Linked DNA regions of Drosophila melanogaster: regions 1 and 2 are each linked to region 3. A link is a contact called in public Hi-C data. All regions are on one chromosome and are shown on one strand. The core of a region is the stretch at or near the end of the contact, and the rest is flanking DNA. Distances in the headings are between cores, read along the strand shown. Region 1 holds the start of CG13004. Region 2 holds the start of baz (bazooka). Region 3 holds the start of Ubr1 (Ubr1 ubiquitin ligase).

What was found. A called contact is a pair of places that touch in the nucleus more often than the background predicts.
Region 1: a contact with region 3 is called in a Hi-C map of the Kc167 cell line, with 1.9 times the contacts expected there. The contact joins the promoter of CG13004 here to the promoter of Ubr1 in region 3. A contact is called at or near these places in 6 of 107 Hi-C or Micro-C datasets (the D17-c3 cell line, the Kc167 cell line, the S2 cell line and 1 more).
Region 2: a Hi-C map of the Kc167 cell line shows a contact between it and region 3, with 1.9 times the contacts expected there. The contact joins the promoter of baz here to the promoter of Ubr1 in region 3. A contact is called at or near these places in 5 of 107 Hi-C or Micro-C datasets (the D17-c3 cell line, the Kc167 cell line, the OSC cell line and 2 more).

The regions. Positions count from the first base shown.
Region 1 is chrX:16,833,520-16,837,420 of dm6, reverse strand. CG13004 reads left to right here and starts at 1,901. Exons shown (of 4, transcript NM_001258792.2): 1 at 1,901-2,809. CG46306 reads left to right here and starts at 1,901. Exons shown (of 3, transcript NM_001347784.1): 1 at 1,901-2,809. The coding sequence starts at 2,330. The coding sequence ends at 2,422.
Region 2 is chrX:17,158,243-17,162,178 of dm6, reverse strand. It overlaps baz (bazooka), which reads right to left and starts at 2,173. Exons shown (of 8, transcript NM_001347807.1): 1 at 988-2,173. The coding sequence starts at 1,107. It overlaps xmas (xmas,), which reads left to right and starts at 2,873. Exons shown (of 5, transcript NM_001370033.1): 1 at 2,873-3,008; 2 at 3,073-3,936. The coding sequence starts at 2,965.
Region 3 is chrX:16,966,565-16,970,350 of dm6, reverse strand. It overlaps Ubr1 (Ubr1 ubiquitin ligase), which reads left to right and starts at 1,672. Exons shown (of 11, transcript NM_001298427.1): 1 at 1,672-1,841; 2 at 2,490-2,856. The coding sequence starts at 2,679. It overlaps CG45002, which reads left to right. Exons shown (of 10, transcript NM_001298429.1): 10 at 1-1,282.

The DNA.
Region 1 (3,901 bases), core at 652-3,151, 130 kb after region 3:
TTCGCTATAAAACCTTAAATGGGACTTTGCCTCTCTAAGTCCCGTTCTCTCTGGAAATCCATATATCTGCGTACCTAAAAAAAAAAAAGAGTGATCATCTCGAGTCATTGCACTGGTTTTCATCTGTTCATTGAACTATCCTATGGGCATACATACATATATGATATAATCTAATCGGTGTAACGGTACCCGGTGCTTCGTATCCAGGCTAATCGTGTCTATTCGACGCCTCATTCGGGGCATTGATAATCCATTGACCCACATTTATTTTAAATTAAATACTCGTACAATACAATACAACAGAAAACAATATTTGGATGACGCAATCGGGTTTTATTGTTCAATTTTTACGGATCAAAAAATTAGTCCGATAAGGCAAAAGGTAATGTACAGTCAAGCCTACTTTAGGACGTACCTTCTTGTTTTAGCTCAATATTGCAAATCAAACCGTAAAGATTTAATTCCTGCTATATCTTTTTTTTATAAACGAACTATTTTTAAATGAAACTACTGCTTAACGCATGAAGCAAACGCAGAATGATACGCAAAATGATTCCTTTATCTTATAGTTTTTATGGCATAATCTTTTTTATCTGCTGTACTCGTATAAAAAAAAATATTTTCATTTACCACTTTATAACTTCTAATGCAGTGGCTTCTGCTGCTTCGCAAAATCTGTAATCTCTTCTCACATCTTAGTGAATTCCCGAAACTCCCCGCTGAGATCCTAAATCCAATGGCTCACGACCAAGGTAAGCCCCATAAACATTTCTGAGAGCCAACTATCCGAAAAGACACAAATAAATACCAGTAAGTGAAGATTTCACCACTTGCCAGGCCAAGAATGTGCGAATAAAGATAAAGGAGCAGGAAGATAAGCGTGCAGAAGTCGCAAGACCGAAGAAAGAGCAGAAGACTCCAGACAGAAGGTGGAAAGACAGGCGGCAGAAGAGGTGTCTACTCTTATCAGTGCTTTTGTGTGTGCGTGTGCAGATCGTAAAGCTGCGACAACAACAACAAGCGTTGGCCCATCGCCGCCTCAATGTGTCACATTGGCAATCAGATAACGGCATCTCTTATCACCAGGCACTCGAGCGCAGAATCGAGAATGAGCGAACGAGCAGCAGCAGTAGAGAGAGCGGCGGAGCGAAGAATTGCGAAGACAGTCTTCAACTGGCACTCGCGTCACGATTCATACAGCTCACATTGTAGCTGCGAGAGGATGAGAGAACCAAACTAGTTCTACGAATGTTCCTAGAGATGCTAACGCGATCACTGTGATTTTGAACAGAAAAGTTTTATGATCAATAAATAATTCTTTTTTTTGTGTCTAAAATAAACAATAAAGACTTAAAAAATATTTTAATTTAATTCATTTAGGTTATGTTTTAAAAAATAACTTTCTGTTTTTGGGCAGTTTTTAAACTTTTTCTTAGCATATTCGTGAAGTTAAGCAGTTTGATAATTTTTGCAGCGCTGCTAGCTTTTCTTCCGTCAAGGTCTTGTAAAAGTATTTAAAGAAAGAAGTCGATAAAGTGTGGCAATCTTCAGCAATACATGCAAGCTTATAATTAAATTTAAAAAAAATCCAATCTATAGTATAGTAAAATAAAGTTTTTTAAGGATTCTCCACTTAAATACAATTGCAAAGTCACATAAAGTTCAGTTTATAAGAAATATTCATATAAAAATTGTATCATAATTTGATCTTTTAAATTATATTTGCAGTTACATTGACTACATATATTTTTTCCCGAGCAGTTGCAACATCTCTGGTGCGAAGATTGGAGAGCGGAGAGTGGAGAGCATCTTCGCGAGCCGCAACAAAAGCAATAACAAACGCCGCCGCCTCAGTCGACGTCGGCAGCGGAAAGCGAGGCGCTGGCAGCGATGTTTGCAATCTGCCAGTCGCTTCTCAGCATTCTTCGCCTCTGGTTCGAAATTCTCAGGCCGTTCAGAAAAGAAAAGCATAAAGACCCTACCGAATAAAGACCGTCGAACAGAGGAAGCGGGGGGCCATCGAACAGAAGACGGAAAAACAGAAAATAACAAACATCCATTTCTATATACCCAACATCGACATCGAGATTCCACGTCGAGATCGAGATCGAAGATGTGTATATGAACGCAGTTCCTGCTCGTAGACCGGTCGTCCGTAGTAGTAGCATCGTTGTGTTCCACAATTCCAAAGTTCAGTGAGTGGGCAAAAAAGGAATCCGAGGGTGGTGGTGTCTCCGAATCCGAATCCTAATCCGAAACCAAAACAAAACCAAATCCTTTATTACGAATCCTGCGCGAAGGAGAGAGAATCGATCCAAGATTTGTTGTAATGGTGCACAGGCGCTGGATTTTCTGTGAGAGCGGCGAGGATCCAAACTTCAGGAAGGAGCACTACGAGTATACCCAAAGCCAGCACCGATAATTCCAATCCAAGACGAAATTCCCCCCAAAGAAGTCCATTCAACTTGCTGCAATTATTTGTGCCAACGATCTCGAGATCTCATTTGCAACCGCAAAATAATCACAACATAACAAAACAAAACAAAAATAAATTTTAAAACAAAAAATCCCCCCACGAAAAACAATTGAAACGCGTGCATAATTGCTAATATAAAACAAAAGAAGGAAAAACAGAATTTCAGTGCTTTTTGTTTGTTTTTTTTTTTTTATTGTTTGGCTTTTTGTGCTCCTCAAATGTGAGGAAGAGAATTCAATCGAAGAATTGCAAAAACGAAACGAGCAAAAGAGTGCGTGAGATAGAGAGCAGAAAGAGAGAGGAAGATCCACGGCGGCCAAAAAGCATTTTCGAGTGAGTACACACAAAGAAATTCCTATATGCTACTAAAGGTTTAGTTAAGCTAGTAATAAAAGGCGATAATATTGTAACAACAATGCTTTAATCTTATAAAAAAGATCGTATATGCACATGAATATAGATTTTTTGATATAAAAGCGTTACCATAAAGTAAAAAAGCTTTTTAGTCAAAGATGATGTTCCCCTAGAATAATCATAATTTCAATCATTATTTAGCATTCTACAAACTACGTTTATATACCATGGAGGTCACAACTTTCCCAAATAGGCTTTTCCAAGTGGGTCGCTTTTCCGAAGTGTAACAAATGCCGACAAACATGTTTACCCCAAGTAACCCCCCGATTTCTAATTCTATAAATAAAATGCACAAAGTGGCAAAAGCCAGTGGAGTGAAAGGGATGGCAGACAGCTGGTGTGCATATTCGCATTGCTCTTCTTTTTCTTCTCTTTGTGGACCATGCAAATTGGCAACAAAAAAAAAAAAATTCTTTTTGAGCTATCCCTTCGCTTGGAAAACAGGTGTTTTCAGTTTCAATGCTTATCAGCAGCTAGAACAAAGCCATTTATTTTGAAATCCCCTTCCTTGGGAAGAAAAAAAAAGTAAACAAAGTGTTTCCACACTTCGAAATGTTTTTGTTTCACCAACGAGTGAGAAGATTCGTCAAGAGCAACAGCGGATAAATAAAATTTATTGATAGCAGGCAACAGAAATTAAATGTTTTCATCATTAGTTTCTATATATAGTATCGTTGTATATAGCCACTTCTTGCGCAGTCCAGCATGTGAAAAAAAAAAAAAAATACAAACAATAAAAGTAGAACTAGCAGAACGAGCCGAGGCACTTTTTATTCCTATATACGATGGCCACCAATTATTGTCAAAAACTTGACTACGTGACCAAACAGGAAATAGAGAAGTGAAGAAGCGAGCTGAACAAGTGGAGGAATCTTTTTTTTTCGGTTTTTTCTGGCCAAGCTTTCACTTCACAGGGGGTCACGAGTCCCCGCCCCCTCTGCGCCCGCTAGGCTTCTTCCCGCCCATCAAGTCAATCAAAAGGCATCGGGCAACAAATTCTCCCCCATTCAC
Region 2 (3,936 bases), core at 924-3,423, 190 kb before region 3:
GGTATTTTTCGGGAATCACTCGAGGAAAACAGTCAAAAGATACAATTACCGGTCGCGGCATGGCTTACAAAGATACGTATGTAAGATACGTAGCAATTGATAGATTCCTTTCAAAATCTTTTCAAATAGTGTGCAAAACTTAAAACTTAACTTAACTCTTCGGACTTAACTAATTGAAAGTGCATGCTAAGAAACAAAATCCTATAATTATAAGTTAATGGCCAACCAAATATACGATTATAATAACGCTCATTAGCGACACTTTTCTTTTTAATAACGTTTATGACCCCGATAACCATATCATATCAACATTTCAACTGGATGTCACAGAGAAGTAATAAGTAATAAGTAAAATGGTAATATTTTATTATATTTTGTCAGCACTTTCTGAAATGGGTTGGTAACCAACATAAATAAATGTAGGAGCACTAATTTCTACATGAAAAGATATCATTTTATTTATTTGTATTTGTTTATTCCATAAGAGCCATTTGATTTTTTTTTACCAGTTTCTACCATTATCTGTGTATAATAATATATATTTGAGAGCTTCGGGGTATTTTACGATATCTATTAGTTTTTATACTTTTGAATGCAAATATTCAAACGAATTGGGAGAGATAACGGTTGTCTATATGTATATCATTAATATAATCATAAATAATATTGGGCCTAACATTATTGTCTAGAATTCTAAGTTAATTGGGTTTTTTTTGTATGAATATAATAATGATACAATTAAAGAAAATTAGTATAATATTGGAATCCATTGGTATTTTTATAAGTCATACATATGTATGAAGTAAATGTCCTTTGTATGTATATATAATATATTTTGAGATAACCTTCTTTATAATTAATGTATTTATTATATCAGTTACATAGTACCTCCCGTAACTCCAGAAGTGTTATCCATCAAAATTACTATCGATGGGTAAAGTAATACTTTATAATACTATATCATATATATCAGGTATATCCCCTTACCTTGCCGGCCGCCTTGATGTAGCGTCGCGTGGCCTCCTTGACGAGATCGCGGACGAGGAGTTCGCCGGAACCACAGGGAACCAGAATGCGAACGTCGCCGAAGCAGACGGTGACCTTCATTTCGTACTTTTCGTGTTAACAATAACTATTATCGTCTTCGATCTGCGATAATAAGTATGTATTTTTGACTGCTGCAATGCACTTTTTATTTTGCACACACATATATGCACTTGATTAAATTGGGCGATCGTTTCTTTAACTTATTTTTTTCTCGAATTTTTCGGATTTTTTCCTATTACTATTTTGTATGCAGCTACTTTTTTTTAACGCTATGCTCGTCTGCCTGCAGCAGCTTTTTGTTGTTCTTGTTGCTGTTGTTGTTACGACCGCATCATCATCATCGTCGTCGCTTTCCAGCTATCGCCATCCTTGTTGCTCCTTTCGCGTGCACAGTGCGCTTGTTGTTGCTGTATTGTTGGTTGTTAGGCAGCTGCAACAAAAGTTGGTCTAGGGCGGCATGGGTGCGAGCGAGATGGCTGCGTGCCTGGAAAAAGGATCGGGATCGCTTTCCAGTATGTACTTGTAGTCGCTCTCGCGCGCTCTCCCTCTCTGTCGCTCTCTGGAAACTGGAACTCTCTTTTGCTATTTACTTAGCATATTTCACCGTAAGGCATCGTTGTTATTGTTTGTTTTGTTGTGTTTGTGTGATTCATACACGCGCGCATTAAAAAAAACGAGTTACAACAACGGCAACCATAATAACAAGAACAACAAACAGCGGGCCAAGATCATTTATTTACTTCTTTTTTTAACGTTCTTCGCTCTCGCTCGCAAACTTGGCATTTGTTTTGGTCAAATTATTATATATTATGCGCTGTAGATTGCATGGTTTTAAATTTACGGTTCGATCATCGTTTTTATATCTTTTCTGTTACTCTCTTTTAACGTTGCTTTTGTCGTGTTTTTCGTTTTCGGTTATCTCCTTTTTCGCCCGTTGGCGTCGCTTCTTTCTTGTTGTTTATCACTTTCAACTATTCATATTTCGATTGCAAGTGGAATAGTATCGTTGACCGCCACTCTTATTAACGAACTATTTGAACTCAAAAAAATGCAAAAAAAATCCACGAGCAGCGCGTTGATTACTGCGCTTCGAGTTCGAATTCGCCCTGGCGAGCAACAACAAATGACCAAAATTCTGGGGATGGCAGGCTCATCGATACTATCGGAACAGCAGCTTGGCTTCTTCGCGGTATTTGGTTATACTTTACTGGGCGGTCACACTACTGCTCGTTATCTCCCGCTTATTTTAAAATCAGGGATTGGGCTAAATGCCATCTAATTCTGCAATAAGTTTTATTGAATTTGCATTGCTTTATATAAGTCAGCCTATTAAATAGAGATATTGATTAAGAGGTAATTAATCGTCTTAAAATATTAAAGTGTAAAGATGAAAATATTTCTTATGTAAGCTATGTATAAATATAAAATACTAGGAACAACCAATTTCGATAGGATTAATTGTATAGTCCTAAGAACGACAGATAGTGTTATCAAGATCGAGGAGTTTGAATCGAGAGCTTAAAAGAGAATAAAAAGAACTTAAAAAGATTGCTACACCTATATATATATTCATATATATATAAGATAATATAAGAAGATGTTCGATTTCATTCAACAGTTTAAGGAACGCCCCAAGCATTTCCTAATTTCCTAAGAATATATGTTTACCAACTCCTGTTAACATTTTATTTATTAGGCAAATACATTCATCTCGAATGTAAAACATTAAAATTTTCAATTAAACCTGAACGATATTGTGTGGGTGGGATAGCCATTGCGGTATTTTTTTCGCGCCATTTTCAGATTTGCGTTATCGATTACCGGCAATCGCTTGACGGCAATATTGTAACAACAAAGCACACATTCGCTCTCATTCAGCTAAAAAAGAAACTAAAAACCTTAAACTATATTCGATCGATGGCAGAACCCCGTCCCGGCGGCTACAACTACAAGACATTATTGTGAGTAAAAGTTCGTTCATCAAAGGCAGAGCGATGTCAACTATAGTTCCATACGAATCCCCAGATGCAGAAACATTCCGGAGCTATTTTTGGACAAATATGTGGCGCGTTCGCACTTTGGACGTTTTGGAACCCTCGTAAACTTCGTCCTGCGTCCGCGGCGAATGACCTGCACCGTAAGCTATGCCAGCGAGGACGAGGCGGCGCGGGCGCTTCTCGATGGCGCCAGCTTTCAGGGTCACCTGTTTGATATATCCTATGCTGATAACGAGACGGCGCCGGCACAGAAAACGGAGGAGTGGGTGGATCCTGACATTCAGGCGGAGTTGAGTGCACTGCAGTCGGGCTGGCGCAATGAGTATGGGTCGGGCAAGCCGATAAAAAAACCACAAAATGGCAGCAGTGGTAGCGGTGGCAGTTCAATGCTGCCTGCCATACCAGTTGGGCCCGCAACGGCGCCGGTGAGCAGAGATCGTACGCCTGCCCAGCTCAGGGATCTTGAGAACATGATGCGCAGACCCGCCCATACAAGCGAGGAGAAGTTCAGCGTGCTGGATGCCCGCGATAAGCTGCTCCGGTTGAACCGAACGCAACACAAGCTGTCCGGTGCCACCCAGGGTCACTGCGCCGATATGTGTCCGGAAAAGGAGCGCGTGCTGAGAGAATTCCAGCGCCAGGTAGCCTACTATGAACTACAACCGGGCTCCGATGAGCTAATCTGTCACGAAAGAGCCCTGAAGCAGTACTCGCGCAGCAGTGCCGACCAGGAGACGCCACTGCCGCATGAACTGCGCAATGAGACTGCCCTGCACATGACCATGAGCTATCTAATGCATGAGATCATGGACATTAGCGAGCGCCAGGATCCGCAAAGCCATATGGGCGATTGGTTCCACTTCGTTTGGGATCGCACGAGGTCCATCCGAAA
Region 3 (3,786 bases), core at 423-2,922:
GAAATTGAAATTTTATTGTAGTGGGACCGACGAGAGGCCCCCGACTTCCGGAATCCAACTAAAACTAAGAAATCCAAATAAAACAATATAGTCAAGCTTTAAATGTTGTACACGATGGGGGGTCGCAGCCACTTGAAACCCAAGTTAACTAAACCAAATGAAGAGAATGCCCAAAAACAGACCCGAGAATAAATATGAATGTTAAACTTAACTAAACGATAAATGCATATTTATAAATGTTTAAAACAACAATTCTATAATAAACTAAAGGAAAACTATATATGTAATTGTGCTAAGGCAGAATTTAATGTATTCCAAGCTACCAAAGCGACAAAAAGCCATTAACTACGTGGAACCAAATAATGTAAACGCAAAGCTAACAACAAATACAAACTGCAACATACAACTCATTTCCCTAAAGTACAAAGGAAACGATGGAAAACCCACATATTCCGGCATGCTCCGGTAATCAAATTCGTACAAATTTAACTATTTTGAAAAATCTGTGCTCCGGTTTTCGAAATCGTAAGAAAGTTTTCGATTTGTAAAACGGACACTTTTGTCTATCCGAAATGAAAAGTAAATGCCTTTTTTTTTTAGCAAATCAGATCTTATTTTCAAAAGGGCAAATAATAGTTTACTCAGTGGTCTATTGATGTTTATTTCACATCACCACAAGATCATTTTGCCACTTAGTTATTTTATAAAAATTTTATTTCTGACCACACCTCAACATTGGTCAAACAGAATTTTGCCTTCGGCAACAAAAAGTTTCGATTTGGCAAGGAGTTATAGGTACATCGACAAGTGTTTTTGGGAAGAATTCCATATTGTTGGTGAAACGAAACAGGCAGATACAATATCAAAGAATTCAATAACTTATCTAGAGGATGGCCAAAAGTGTTGTTTGTAAATAATGCTATTTACAAAACCGGAGCACCTAATAACGAAATCGAAAGATTTTTCCCAAATCGAAATCGAAACAAAATTACGACTACCGGAGCATGCCTGATTATTTAGTTGAGCACAGAAACCACACCATCTAACACAAAAAAGACCAAAACTGGACAGTATTGAACGAAGTGATTTGGTTTCAAAACAACATCTCAGCATAAAGTATTCAAAGCCGAAATCGAACCGAATCCAAATAGATATAGCGAAAAAACGAACAAAACTATGTATTTCCAACAAACAGACACAAGTATACCAACAAAGCGATCCAAAGCAACTAAAAAACCAAAAAAGCGAAACAATAAAGACATTTTTGTGTGTATGTAAGATTAAATAGAAAAATCTGGTTTTGATATTTTGTTGTTTTTTGCATTCGGGGCTTTTAAATTAATCTGGGTCTTTAATTGATTGTATCCCTTTTAGATATATTTGGTTTTTTTCACTACAACATTTACCTAAAATGTACTATTGCTTATTGCAATTAGTGTCTAAACGTAAATACAGCGTGTACATTAGGCAAACAATTTGAAATCATCTTTAGTTTTATTTTGACAAATGGAAAACAATTTCAATTACCATATACATAACTGAATGGCGGAAAATGGATTTCTTATCGATAGCGATTGATGAGCAACTTCGTAGTGTGCACTCACTATTACCGCTCGCATGCTATCGATGTTAGCACGACCAGATATCGACGTACCGTATTGCCCGATAGACGCAGACATAAAACGCCTGCTTATATCGATGACAGTCTTGTTTTTTTGCGTTTAGGTTACGAAATTGGCAGACGAATCTTCGTTGTGCCAGTTGAAATAAGTAGATTTAACTAACAACACAGGTCTAAATTGCTCGTGAATACACCACGAGCCAAACAAAAAAAGAAATAGGTACGTGCAAAAGTTTGGGAAAATAAGAAAACGAAAGCGAAACGCAGTAGAGTGAATTTAAGTTGGTGTGCGTGTTCGTGTGTGTGATTGTCAGAAAGTGAAAAATAAAGAAAAAGAGAAGCTATTTTTTTAAGGTGCTAAGCGCACGTAAAGGCAACCAAAAGGAAAATTGTAGATAATAAACGATTATTATAAAAATATAATAAAACCAAAAATAGTGCCCGTGGCCGTGCATGTGTGTGCGTGTGTTTGAAGTTACTGTTTCTCGCGTTTTGCCATGCGCTCCGTCTCTCTTTTTTTTTTGCTTTTGCTTGCTGTCAAAAATGAAATAAAAAAAATCACAACTGGCTGATACAAAGGAAAAAGTGCAAAGCAACAGCTGCACACTAAGTGTTTCCTCGCCATTCGTACACAAATTTTTCCTCGATTGAATTGTCAGCTTTTGTAAATTTCGACACTGTTGTAAAAATATAATTTCTTTATTAACAAGTAAGTGTCTGTGCTCCAAAACAAGAATCGAAAATTCTTCTACGACATGAGAGCGAGAGCGCAATCGAACATTTTTGTTGTCCCGCATCCTAACCTAATCCCGTTTTTTTTGCTTTTCGCAAAAAACACATGTGACAACCAATGCAACAACAACATCAGCAACAACAACTACTGTCGCAGGAATAGCAAGGACACACGGACGATAGAGAAAGGAAGAAAGATAGAGAGCGAGACGTCCCCATCGCACACACGAACATACACAGCCCCGCTGCAATTATTTTGTTTTTCTCATCCTCACCAGGAAAGAGAAAAAGAGAGGAGACAGTGCGAGTGCAAGCGAGAGCAACGATGGATCGCTACGACATGGAGGACGTCGTTGTGGCGCCCCCTGCCGAGTGCAGTTCGCCGCTCAAGGAGTGGCGCCTCAAGCGCCAGGCGGGCACACTAGACCGCTCCGATATCATCGAGTTCTTAAAGCGCGAGTCTCCCAAGTATTTTGATTACCAGACTAGCGCTACAGTTAAAGGTGAGTCGAGATGCACAGTCATCGCATAGTCATAGTCACAATCCTTGATCGTAGGAATCTGCGGGAAGGGCTAAAAGATCTAATAACTAGTTTTATTGCGCTCGGGAAACAGCTAGTTTCTGGTATGACCCCATACATCAGAACTCAAAATTACGCAGGCAGACCCTGTATAGAGATATTAATGATACATATATAGGCATTGATCAATCCAATAGAAAAGAGTGCAATCGGATTGTTTTCAATTCCAAGAAAGGTTAATTTCAAAAAAAAAGTTTTCAAATAGGATACACCACTTTTTCGATTAAAAATAATGGTAAACAAATAATGGTAACTACCACAATGCCAAATCGATGGGGCGTCAAAAGTTGGCCGAATCCCATTAAAAACTCTCGCTCTTGAATTATCATTATTCGCCGTGTGTTTTAGTACTATTTTTGTTCTGCTTTCGTCTTTTGTTTATTGCCATTGAGCAATTGCACGCTTTTGTTGACTTTGTTGCTGTTCTCACGTTTCGTCTATTTCACATTTCCGCGAATTTGTTTTTCCTCGGCGCCGTGCCTTGCTGCGCCAAGTTTTCCTTTCAATTGGCCAGCCAAGTTTCAAGTTTGCCAGCTCGAAAATCGCCACCTTCTCGGTTTTCTACCTGTCTCGCCTTTTATGCACTCTCATCGTACACTGTGAGAAATCTTCTGATTGAATTAACACAAAAATTAATTCAGGCTCTTTTTCAAATGGGCAATCGAATGTTTCAATTCCTATCAGAGAAGATAGAAGATCTCTAAATACTAGCATAAGCAAATATTTTCATATTCAAGTTCAAAATGAATGACATTTTTTGTGGCAATTTTAAATTACCTGCACTCATTTTGGCCCAGTGTTTGCAAGTTGATCCAACAATGGCTCAAGCCCGGCCTGGCAACAAATGAATTA